Regions from separate parts of the Mus musculus genome. Here all the other regions are linked to region 3. Evidence: chromatin contacts called from public Hi-C and HiChIP or PLAC-seq data. All regions are on one chromosome and are shown on one strand. Each heading gives the region's core, a stretch centred on a gene start, on an enhancer-like site or on the middle of the called end of the contact. The rest is flanking DNA. Distances are from core to core; before and after follow the strand shown.

Region 1 (4,043 bases), core at 745-3,244, 170 kb after region 3:
CCTCCTATGGGGCTGCAAACCCTTTCAGCTCCTTGGGTCTTTTCTCTAGTTCTTCTGTTGGGGACCCTGTGCTCAGTCCAATGGATGGTTGTGAGCATCCGCTTCTGTATTTGTCAGGCACTGGCAGAGCCTCCCAGGAGACAGCTATATCAGGCTCCTATCAGAAAGCACGTGTTGGAATCCGCAATAGTGTCTGGGTTTAGTAACTCTATTTGGGGTGGATCCTCAGGTGGGACAGCCACTGGATGGTCTTTCCTTCAGTTTATGCTCCAAACTTTGTCTCTGTATCTCCTCCCATGGGTATTTTGATCCCTCTTCTAAGAAGGACTGAAGCATTCACATTGTGGTCTTCCTTCTTCTTGAGCTTCATGTGGTCTGTGAATTGTATCTTCAGTATTCCGAACTTCTGGGCTAATATCCACTTATCAGTGAGTGCATACCATATGTGTTCTTTTGGGATTGGGTTACCTCACTCAGGATGATATTTTCTAGCTCCATCCATTTGCCTAAGAACTTCATGAACTCATCATTTTTAGTAGCTGAGTAGTATTCCATTGTGTAAATGTACTACATTTTCTGCATCCATTCCTCTGTTGAAGGAAATATGGGTTCTTTCCAGCTTCTGGCTATTATAAATAAGGCTGCTATGAACATAGTGGAGCATGTGTCCTTATTACATGTTGGAGCATCTTCTGGGTATATGCCCAGGAATGGTATAGCTAGGTTCTCAGGTAGTACTATGTCCAATTTTCTGAGGAACTGCCAAATTGATTTCCAGAGTGGTTGTACCAGCTTGCAATCCCACCGGAAATGGAAGAGTGTTCCTCTTTCTCCACATCCTTGCCAGCACCTGCTGTCACCTGAGGTTTTGGTCTTAGCCATTCTGACTGGTGTGAGGTGGAAGCTCAGGGTTGTTTTGATTTTCAGTTCCCTGATGATTAAGGATGTTGAACATTTCATTAGGTGCTTCTCAGCCATTCAATATTCCTCAGTTGAGAATTCTTTGTTTAGTTCTGTACCCCAGTTTTAAATAGGGTTATTTGGTTCTCTGGAGTCTAACTTCTTGAGTTCTTTGTATATATTGGATATTAGCTCTCTATTGGATGTAGAGTTGGTAAAGATCTTTTCCCAATCTGTTGGTTGCCATTTTGTCCTATTGACAATGTCTTTTGCCTTACAGAAGCTTTGCAACTTTATGAAGTTCCATTTGTCAATTCTTGATCTTAGAGCATAAGCTATTGGTGTTCTATTCAGGAAATTTCCGAGCCCCTGTGCCCATGTGTTCAAGGCTCTTCCCCACTTTCTTTTCTATTAGTTTCAGTGTATCTGGTTTTATGTAGAGGTCCTTGATCCACTCAGACTTGAACTTTGTACAAGGAGATAAGAATGGATCAATTTGCATTCTTCTACATGCTAACTGCCAGTTGAACCAGCACCATTTGTTGAAAATGCTGTCTTTTTCCACTGGATGGTTTTAGCTCCTTTGTCAAAGATCAAGTGACCATAGTGGGTTCTTTAGTTCTTATTGAAGGGCTCCTGCTGTATGTTACCCCTATAAATAGGCAAAGACAGTGAGAGACAGGGCAATTTAGCTCCATAATTGGCAGCTGTTGAGTGTTCCCTTGTTGCCTTGGTTACCTCAAACAAAAGGACCATCAGTCAGGTGGACTACCCTCACACCAGTAACAGCTGTCCTGAATACTCCTTGGACACCTTGAGAAAACTACATAATAATTGCTGTGGAACCACCCACATCTTAAAGTCACAGCCCTATCCAGGGCTTTTCAAATACTTTGCAGCAGACTTTTTTTCCCATAACAAACCTCATTTAGTGAACTCTAAGTGACCTTAGAACTTTTTCCAAGAAGGCTAGAACGGGAACATTTGCCTGGTGGCCTAACAAGGCAACTGGCATGATTGGTGCAGATACAAACCTCTATTAGCGTGTGGTATAGTGCTGTAATTGGTTCAAACACCCACGTCTCTCACTACACAAGGGCACCATTAAAGCTCTTAGGAACTCAGCTGGAGACATCCTACTGCGCTGCCTCCCCTGGGATTGCAACATTGGGTCCAATAAAAAGCTTCTTCTGTGTGGCCTTCAATACTTGCCTGCTTTTAGGAGCGCAGCACAGGCAGAGGTGGAAGTGTGAAGGACTCAGCAAGAAAGCAATAACAGGGGCGGCAGACTGGAGCCATAGTGCGCTGGCAGCTGGAGAGGATGGAGCTGGATGATTGTGAATAGCCAGGCACCGGAAGTAGAAGAACCGCAAGAGAGGGGATAGTGACTCCCACCCCACCCCCATTTTTGAGGGGTTTGCCAGGATCAAAGGGCCAGTGTTCAGGGGTGTGCCTATGGAGAGAAGTGTTCCACCACAGCTACATCCTAAGGTGCTGAGGACTGGGGCAGATATTGTATGCCCTCCTTCCCTCCCCTTCTCACCCTATACACCCGACAGGCAAGCTTGAGCTGTTGTTCACTAACGCGCTTTGAGGCAGTGGCTCTTGGAGAGTCCAGGGTGTTACTATCTCAGCTCCATAAACACCTTCCTTCCTCTGACCACGTCGCTTCCCCCACCGCAGGAACTCCTAAGTCTGCAATGTGACTGGGAACTGCCAGCTGCCTGAATCTCTGTTCCACAGTTGCAGATGTACTAGGTAAGGTAGCATACATGCAAGAGGCCAGGGGTTAACAGAGGATGTTTACCTAAAGGAGCAGCTCAGCTAGGAGGAACCCAGCCCAGGTCCCGAAGTTTTAAGTCTGTCAGGAGCCTACGAGGCTCTCCCTTGCCGGATGCTCCATTCTCACAAGCTCGTTTTTCCAACCTGGCAAGTACTTGTCTCAGGCTTGAGCATGCTGCAAGAATCTGTTTTGTGTGTTGATAAAATCCTATGCCACTCAACCAGCCCTCATCCCAGTCTATTGGAAGGTGAACGTGTGGGACTTCAGAGACTTTGTACACATCTGACCACTCAGGACCAAGCCAAGGAAAGGATCTCCATTGAGGAAGTCTATGTTAATCCCATTGTTTTTCTCTCTCTCTCCCTTCTTCCCTCCCTCTCCCCCCTCTCTCTCTTGCTTTCTCCCTCCCTCCCTCCCCCCTCCCTCTCTCTGTCCTGTTCCTCTCCCTCTCCTTTCCTTAATAGACACATGCTCCTATCCCAACACCCACCACTCCTTTCCCCCCATGACTTCGGTTGAGCATGTCAGCGAACCATACCATCCTAAGGAATGAGGTGGCAAGTTGTGGACAGGGATGGACTCACGGGATTCCATGTATTCAGGTCCCAAGGACCTTGCTTGGGCTGTGGCTTCTCATGACCCAACTGCTGGTTCCCATTTCTTTTCCTCCAATGAGCCTCTTGTCCATTCTCTCCCATAAATCATTGCCTATGACAATAGACCACCCTGGCCTCTGTCTTCTTTAACCTTGTACTGTGCCTCAAGTCTGCACCCCTCAGATGTTACCAACTCCATGAGACTAAGTCTGACTTGCCCTCTCAACTTCAAGCATTTATTCTGCCTTTGTGCCCCATATTTTCCTGGATGGTGTTGGGTATATAGTGCCTCTTAATAAATCACAGATAACTGATGGTGTGGCTAACAGACATGTCTCAATGGGTTCAAATATTGATGTCAAATCAATGGTTTATCAGCCAGATCTGATCAGTTTTACTTCTAATATTTGTACTCCCCCACAAAAGGAAAGAAAATAAAACATTCTTGAGTGAGGGAGGAAATTATTAAAATAGGAATAAAGATGACATAAACATTAGTGACTTTTCAAAAAAGATCCAGAAGGATCTGCCACTGCTGGAAGCTTCCAGCCCTGCAAGCAAAGTTCACGGGAGTCTGGCAACTTCCTGAGGTAATCCCATTCCATTCATGCCTTGGAAGCATGGGAGTTTCTCAATCGTTTACACTGCTTGCTAATTTGTAACTGAGCTCTGGGTTTTCTGATTCTCAATGACTGTTCTACGCCAATTAATATTCTGTTTACTGAACCAAGGGTCACTGCTCATAGCTCTATGTCTTCTCTTAG
Region 2 (3,875 bases), core at 77-2,576, 130 kb after region 3:
CTTGGCCTATGGGAAATTTTTAGATGACTGACTCTTGGTGACAAGTTCATTCTAGAAATTCCCAAATCTACACCACCCAGGATGATGTTACTATCTGCCAACGTCCCTAGACCAAATTTGACACAGTGACTTTTCTAGTTGAGTTGAAGACTTGGGAGTGTCATCCAAGCATTCCACTGGTCCCTAAGGCTCCCAACAGCTGCCTGCTGGCCTGCATCTAAGGCTGTGTTGGAGAAAAAATGAACTCCGTGGGATCAGGTTTCACATTCAATTACGGTCGAAATTAGGAGCAGGAAGGAAGTTGGATATATTGAGCATCAACAATGAGCCAGGCACTATTCTAGGTTTTAAGAATATGGAACCTAAATTTGAATTTGAAACTGGATGCAACGTTACATAAAAATAGGTCAGCGCAGATAGCTGGTATAAGGGTTACAGATGTGTCCAGAGACTCTGAAGACTGCATGGGGCCTGGGGCTGATGTGGCGGTGTGCAAGGCCACTCTTTAAGTGCCTGTTGTTTTTGTCACTAAGGTACCACAAGGGCTGTGGTCCAGAGAGCCTAGACAAAGGCTTCTCATCTGTTTTTAGACCATGAAGACATTTGCTAAGCCGTTCAGAGGACCGTCCCCTGCTGGGGAAACAGAGAGGCTGTTGATGGATTTCTAAGGAGGGATTATTGTATTCTTCTCTTTGCTTGTCCTACTCAGTGAGACCGGGTTTCTTTTTAAGACACGTGTAGGATCCTTCTCGTTGGGAGCTATGCATATGTATCTGTTTAATTTTAACTCCAGTTCCCCACCAAAAGGCAAGTTCATTTACTCAGAGCCTAGACAGAAGGCTTTCCCAGGCCTGACACCTTGCTTGTTTGCTACTTAAAGTCTCTTGGAAGAAAAGAACAGATTTTTGCATTTAGTTCCCTTTCTTATTTCTGGGGGGAAGGAAAAATTAAATCCTAATTTTTAAATCCAACTGTCCTAATTGGAAAGGGTTCTTGGTCTATTTCATGGCAGTCTGTTTATCGCTGGTAATTGCCCAGCGTCCTTGGCCTCTCCTGACACAGGACGCTCTCCAACAACGTTCTGAGCCTGTTCCACAGTAAAGAAAGCTCCATGGAGCCCCAGGTGACACAATGGGACCTTCTTCTCTCCCCACCTCACTCCCCAACTCCCGGCTGTTCTGTCCTGTGGACATAATTCACACAGTCTGCGTCTGTCCGCTCCGGGCTGCCCAGCTTCTCTCTGAAATCTCCGTCATCTGTGTGTGGTTATAAGACTAGAAATCTGTGACTGTGAAATCTAACTCAGCAAGCAGCCAGGCAGGGCATGAGTCATCTGCCGCCTGCCCTGCCCCAGGACAGCCAGGACTGAGGACTTGCAAGATAAGAAGGCACTGGGGTTGTTTACTGTTCTGACGCTAAAACCAGGGGACAGAAATAACTTTAGAGCGGAATGAGTTTTGTCGGCTTATGGTTTCAGGTGGGTTTGGTCGTGGACACCACTGTGCTTTAGGGAAGGCATGGCTGAGCTACTCGGTTCATGGTGGTGGAAGTGAGTGTATGAGAGAAGCTGTTTACATGAGGGTAGATCAGAAGTCAGGAAGTGGGTGGGGATACCAGACCCCATGGACGCCTTTCCAATGACTAGCTAGGCCCCATCTCCTGTAGCTAGAGAGCAAGTGTTCACACCACGAGCCAGGAGAGAACCTTTCAGCCATAACCAGGCCTGTTAAAGGCAGGGAGCTCAGAGTAAGAAAGGGCAGAAGCTTGAGTTGTATAGTGTAGTTAAAAGGCGGCATTTCCCCACACAACACAGTGATGTAGATGACACAGCTGTCAACGACAGCCTTAGGAACTGGCGGAGAGATGAAAAAGCCATCGAGATAACTGGAAGGCAGATAGTGCCAAAGTAGAAACTTCAGACGGGATATTTGGATGGAATTCATTTAAGCAAAGAAGAGTCACGTAACCAGAAGAAGTTCAGAGAGCTGGGCCAGTAGGCTGACAGGATGACAAGCTGAAAGACGGAGCAAACGGATTTGAATGGAAAATCCACAGTGAGAGGCTGTTTGATGAGTTTTGATTGGTAAGGTCTTCAGTTACCTTCTATTGTTGATATTGGACATTGTTGTTATTTTGATGCAGGAACTTAAAAGCATGGAGACACCCAGCCTGACAGCCTGGGGGAAGAGTTTAGATCCCTAATCTACGATGAAGAAGGACTCTAGGGATGATAAAGAACAGAAGTGGTATACTACTGGCCCATAGGTGTCTTCTAGTTTGGTTTACAGTGGTGGGTGTGTGTGTGTGTGTGTGTGTGTGTGTGTGTGTGTGTGTGTTAGTCAATGTTTTTAGATGATGCATGAATCCTTTGCTCTAGCTTCTACATCTACTCTCATCCTCACTGACCTCTTCCTTGCTGCACGAGACCTTATTACCCGCTGAACAGCGAGGAGGGGCAGACCAGAGTGGGAAAGACCACAGCTCCCTCATGTCTTGACTACACCTTACCAAACCCGGGAGGAGAAGAGCTGAGGCTGAGCTGGCCAAGAGCATCAGACTTGGAAAAGAGCATGGTGCTCCTTTCTCCTCATAAAACCACTCATGCGTGTGATTTGCATTAAAACACAGGGGTGTGTCGTTTGTAGACTCTCAAACATGTGCAGGAGAGGCATGGAACAAAAAGTTCACAGGAAGAGAGTCAGGAGCAGGTGGACCCAGCTGCAGAAGACCTTAGAGCAAATAGAAGTGCCCTTTCTGGAGACAGGGAGCTCTCTGTTCCTTTGTTTGTAGTTTGCTAGGAGAAGATTCATAAAGGTTATGTATGGGCTTGGGAGAGGACTCTTACCCGCCTTTGATTCAGAGAAGTTGCTATGACCGAGCTCTGTAAAGAACACACAGTTTTTCTGAGAAAACCACTTGTTCCCTTGGAAACAGAAAGAGATATTTAGGGATTAAAAATCCTCATGGCATGTCCTTGTCTTGGGAGAACGGGTTCAATGCACACACCCTATAAGTAATTTAAAAGGCTGGATGGCCTCGAGACCAGCAGGCTCTAAAGCAAAACCCAGTCAGGCACAGAAACAGAAGAACACACACTAGAAAAATATACCCTGTTCCACCTTGGATGAGAAAGGAAAAGAAAGCATCTTGACATAATGACTTTGACTGTGGAGGGAAACTACACAATTCAATTGCAATTCAAGATGAACATGAAAGATGAGGTATGGGGAGGTGGGGAGAGAGGACTCGGGAGGGAAGCAGAAGCACTCGAGGGAGCAGAGTCGGTGCAGAAGGCACTGGGTGGGGTGAGGGGGGCACAGGAACACGATGGAGGTTATTGTTGATGAGAAATCCAGGGTGAGAGCCAGGAAGCAAAGGAACCCAGCACTGGGACATCTGAGTCTCTGGGAAGCCAAAACAATAGATTGTGACACACAACAGAACAGAATTCAGAAACATTTCCCGACTTATTGGATGTTTATGTACCTTGTACCAGGAAGCTTTGTCTTACATGGCTTCCACGTGAGGTGCAGTCTGTAACGTTGTTGGACCTCGAGGGTGCATCATTTGGAGAGTTAAGAACAGCACATTAAATCGTGCACAAGGAGAACAAAACTCGGGGTGAACTCGGATTTTAGCAAAACAGCATTCACCGAGAGAAGAGGACAGAGAAACATTTAGAAGATATTTAAGGAAAGTGCAAAGCAAGAATTTTATATCATCCAAGCTGTTCCACAATTATAAAGGCTATGGAAAAACACTGTGAACATACACGCTCTCCCAGGGAGAAAAGCTTTGAACATACGAGAGCTCTGAAAGCAGAGCTCTGAACCCTTCAGAGTGAACAACCAGAGAATGAACTTTGACCAACTGAG
Region 3 (4,305 bases), core at 6-2,505:
AGATGAACCTGGGCCTGCTGTTGAGAGAAAAGCCTTCTGGGAAAAGTAGGAGGGAGGGTAAAGGGAAAAATGACTGGGTCTATATAAGAATGGGTCTGTCAACAGCCAAGCACGAATGGAGGATGGATTTAGGGGGCCCTACCCCCTCATGCTGAACTGTTTGTTCCCAAAAGATCTAGGGAGAGGGGAAGTCATGGCCTTTGGTGATGAATCCACTGGTGACCCCACCAGACGCCAACACACAGTTCTAATCCCATGAACATAAAGTAACTGAGTCATAACACAAAACTGATGGTCACGAGTCTGGAAAGTCTGGCGGGAGGAAGGAGAGGGCGGGTTACGTAGAGATGTGGAGAAATGAAAGGGTAGGTGGGGTGACTGGAATGCATTGTATTATCAAAGAACTAATTTAAGTGGAAGAAAGAAAAAAAATGCTCCAAGCTCGCTTCTGTAGCATTTTCCCTACAGACATGGAAATGAAGTCCCGCCTCATGCAAGTGATTCATGGATAGCTTATGTCTTTAGGACTGTCTGAGAAGAAGCAGAAGATGGGCGAGGATTCTCTGCATTGGTTGACTGCTCCGTTTTCTCCACCTCTAGTCTTAAATCTTCTATCTCAACACTCAGCTTTTCACCTTCAATCATGGCACCGCTAGGGTTTAGCACAGAACATGGTCAACCCCAAGGGCTATCCCAAGAAAGTGGCACACATTCTCCAACCATGAAAGGAGAGTGGAGAACGAATACTCAAGTAAACTTGGAGGCTCACACAGGGTAACTAGCCGAGAGCTGGGTCTCAGGCTGGAGCTCAAATTGATTTGAAAGCAAGAGGCAGCAGCTGTAGCATGGGGGCTGGGCAAGTGCTTACGACAGCTAACAATTGTCCATGGAGGCAGGGCAAGCTCTTCTACCTCAGGGTTGCTCCAGGGTCACCTTCCTCAAGGTCAACACTTTGGTCCAAACAGAAATAACTTGATTTCTTAGGCAGCCGCTATCCCTTATGGAAGCCTGGGTTGAGGGTTGAGGTGACAGTACCAGACACCTGAAATCGTTCCTAATTCAAATTCTTCCCTGAGGTGGGTCTAAAGGTTGATCCTGGGTGTGCAGGAGCTACTCTCTTATCTTAGTCAGGAAGGAACAGTTTAATCAGGTTGCCGAACAGAGTAGAAGATGTTAGGAGTCACAGGTCATGGGAGCCAAAGGTTCTGAGTCATTCTAGAAACAACAGTGTGTGGGAAACATCAGCCTAGCAACACGCAGACGCAGACACTAAATAGGGAGTTAGTGTTGGCCTCAGCAGAGGAACAGGGGCTGTGGCCCCAGTACCGAGAGAAGGTCGAACTTCTGCCCAAAGCACAGCATTAGCTTAAGCAGGTAGAGTGCATATCCTCCCACGGACTCTAGTTATCTTGCCACAAAGAGCAGACGTTTCATTGGTTCAGAGTTCTTACACCTAAGGATATCCTGGTTTAAATTACGATTATGTCTGAGATTTCCAGGATGTGGTCTGGGACGCTGGTGATCACGGTTGCAGTCTGTGAAGTCAAAACTCATCTCTCCCTTTCTGCTTTGGTCTCACAATAGCACTGAGATTAGTTTTATTTTGAATCTCACTTTTCTCACCAATGTGCAGGGGAGTTCCCAGGGCTTACTGATGTGCGATATTCACCTGTGAGAAGCCAAACACTAAAGAGATTTACAAAAATCAAAGCAACGCCATCCCAAGTTATACTGCTTTGGGAAACAGTTGTTTTGTATTTAAAAGCACTTATTACTTTAAAAAGAATAAAAAAAAACATTCATAGCCTCTCTCACTTTGAATTTCTGTGTTGGCAACTATCCCCAGAGAGGTTTCTCAATATTTTTTTATTTCCTCCTCCCCTCTCCACCTCTTTCCCTCTCTCCCTGTCTCTCCTTTCCTCCCTCTCTCTCCCGCTTCTCCCCACTTTTACATATTGTATCTCACTATATAGCCCAGGCTGGCCTTGAACTTGCAATCGCCTTGCCTCAGTCTTCTTGGGATAGAGATTTGGTCCTCTCACAACTTTTTATGGTGTCCAGGGTGCTGAGACCAGCCGCGGCCTAATGTTTCTGCCTCAGCCTTTCACTGTGAAATCATTCATTTCCAACTGGTGCCTCATGGGCCCCTCATCCACTTTATAAACTATGAGGTTGGGGCTGGGGAGATGGTTCGGTGTTTCAGAGCTTCTTCCAGGGGACCCGGGTTCAAGTCTCAGCAACTACATGGCAGCTCCTTCTGCATCTCCGAGGGATCCAATCCCTTCCTCTGGCTTCCATGGATATGACACACATACAGTGTATAGACATACATGCAAGAAAAACACCTATACACACCAAATAAAAAATAAATTTAAAAGCAAGACTGTGCAACTACTGTGCTGTATTTTGTTTCTATACAGATAGATGTGTGGGCCATAGGGAAGTGACAGCCGTGATTTGTTTAGTGGCATTTTCCTCGTGCCTCAGAAATGGCTTCAGAGTTTTAAAGCCAGGCATGTTATATGTGTCCCAAATTAGGGTTCTCATGGTACTATTTATTCCAAAGAGTTGTTGGCTGATCAAGTGGAACGCAACTTGGAACAGTCGCGATTAAATGTTGCAGTGGCTTCATTTGCAGCCTCTTAGGAATCTCATTATATGACACTATTTTGGAAGATATCGGGACATTTCTGAACAATTTTGGATACACTCCTAATATTTTATCTCACCAGATTGCCAAGGCTTGGAAGGTAAGTTAATTGAACACATGACTGATACAATACCACAAAATGTTGCTCTGACATTCAGATGAGCCCTCTTTCTCAGACACACAAATCCACAAGCTAAGGTCAAGAAAAGGTTTCTCATATACGCTCTGAACTATTTGTCATTCCTGAAAATATCTAATCCCAGCTCACAGTAATCTAAAAAAGTGGTTCTCAACCTTCCTAATGCTGTGACCCTTTAATATATATAGTTCCTCATGTTGTGGTGACCCCCAACCATAGCATTATTCCATTGCTGCTTCATAACTGTAGTTTTGTTACTGTCATGAATCATAATATAAATATCTGTGCTTTCCAGTGGCCCGAAGTGACCCCTGTAAAAGGGTCATTCAACCTACATAGGTGTCATGACCCACAGACCAAGAAACACTGATCTTAACCCACTGACTTCTCACCGAGGCTCTAGCTACTGGTGGGTTCATCATGGTCCCCCACTTCTCTCCAGACTGCAAGCATTCTCATGGCTCTGCGGCTGGTATGATTCTGATCCTAAAAGACTCAGAAATGCCTCAACTCCCATGCATGCTACTGAGAGGTAAGGCCCAGCAGAAGGTCTTCATCTTTGATGGGTGGTGGGCTGGCTTAGTAAGAGCCTAAAAAACTCACTGAGGACATGCTATCAAAGATGAGTATGAGACCCTGGTCTCGTTTTCTGTTGCATCCTGGCCATGAGGTGAGTGGCTTTACTCTACTATGATGGGCTGTAACACCAGAGGCCTCAAAGCAATGAGTATCAGCAATTTCTGGCTGAAATCTCCAGCCAGGAGAATAATAAACCCTCTCTCTTTATAAGTTGATTAGTGACATAAGGCATAAGACAACCAGTCCCAATGGGGTAGGAAGTGTTTTTCTTACGTGTGTAAAATTGTATCCAGCTTAGAACGGGCAATGTATCAGATTAACACTCACTCTGAGCTGAGTGTTTACATTATGGAGGGTACTATGGAACGGTGGGAATGCATCAGCCATCACATTATGAGATAGGATCCAGGGAGTTCCGTATACATCACATATAGAACAGGACCCATTAGAGCTCACAGATGGAAAAGACTAAAATAAAAATGATGGAAATGACAAAGAGATAAAAATATTGGCACAAAAACATTTCCTCGCCATTGTGTGAAATTGGTCTAGCAGTATTTAAACATGCAACTCGTCAGCATCTATAATTTCCCATCCCAGTGCTTAGATAGTAGGACAAAAAATGGAAACACTATTTAAAGTCATTCACATATCATCCTGACCCATTAAAGGCATTTCCGCAGCAGAAGTTACTGATGGGTTTCATATACTGAGAAAAGCAAACAGAGCATCGAACACAGGGTATAGTGTGTGGGTAGTACAGCCAGATAGGAGGTTCTCTGCCTGGCAGTCTCTCCATCTCCCTCTCCTTCCCCTTCCCCTCTTCGCCTCCCCCTCCTCCTCCTCCCCCTCCTCCTCTTTCTCTCTCTCTTCCCCTCTTCCCCCTCAATACAATCAGTAATTGAGAAAAAGGGCTTGAGAGTAGCCACACGGGGTG

The links. Hi-C and Micro-C count contacts between places; a contact is called where the count stands out from the background. HiChIP or PLAC-seq counts read pairs in DNA pulled down with a chosen protein or histone mark.
Region 1: a Hi-C map of muscle stem cells shows a contact between it and region 3, with 2.5 times the contacts expected there. The contact joins two enhancer-like sites. A contact is called at or near these places in 2 of 484 Hi-C or Micro-C datasets (bone marrow-derived macrophages and muscle stem cells) and 1 of 9 other capture datasets (embryonic stem cells).
Region 2: a contact with region 3 is called in an H3K4me3 HiChIP or PLAC-seq map of intestinal villus epithelium, with 6 read pairs. The contact joins two enhancer-like sites. A contact is called at or near these places in 1 of 484 Hi-C or Micro-C datasets (nephron progenitors) and 2 of 115 datasets of contacts at active chromatin or transcription factors (embryonic stem cells and intestinal villus epithelium).

What each region holds. Positions count from the first base shown.
Region 1 is chr1:39,067,997-39,072,039 of GRCm38.p6, reverse strand. No RefSeq gene overlaps it. Among named protein-coding and RNA genes, the nearest start is that of Gm35222, 43 kb to the right of the region's middle. Within about 2 kb of position 1,994, at least 16 of the 459 cell types and tissues checked have an H3K27ac peak or open chromatin away from gene starts, as enhancers often do. A contact at or near this core is called in muscle stem cells, where this site is marked.
Region 2 is chr1:39,103,167-39,107,041 of GRCm38.p6, reverse strand. No RefSeq gene overlaps it. Among named protein-coding and RNA genes, the nearest start is that of Gm35222, 78 kb to the right of the region's middle. Within about 2 kb of position 1,326, at least 102 of the 459 cell types and tissues checked have an H3K27ac peak or open chromatin away from gene starts, as enhancers often do. A contact at or near this core is called in intestinal villus epithelium, where this site is marked.
Region 3 is chr1:39,232,146-39,236,450 of GRCm38.p6, reverse strand. The region is part of intron 1 of Npas2 (neuronal PAS domain protein 2); the gene reads right to left. Among named protein-coding and RNA genes, the nearest start is that of Npas2, 40 kb to the right of the region's middle. Within about 2 kb of position 1,255, at least 39 of the 459 cell types and tissues checked have an H3K27ac peak or open chromatin away from gene starts, as enhancers often do. A contact at or near this core is called in intestinal villus epithelium and muscle stem cells, where this site is marked.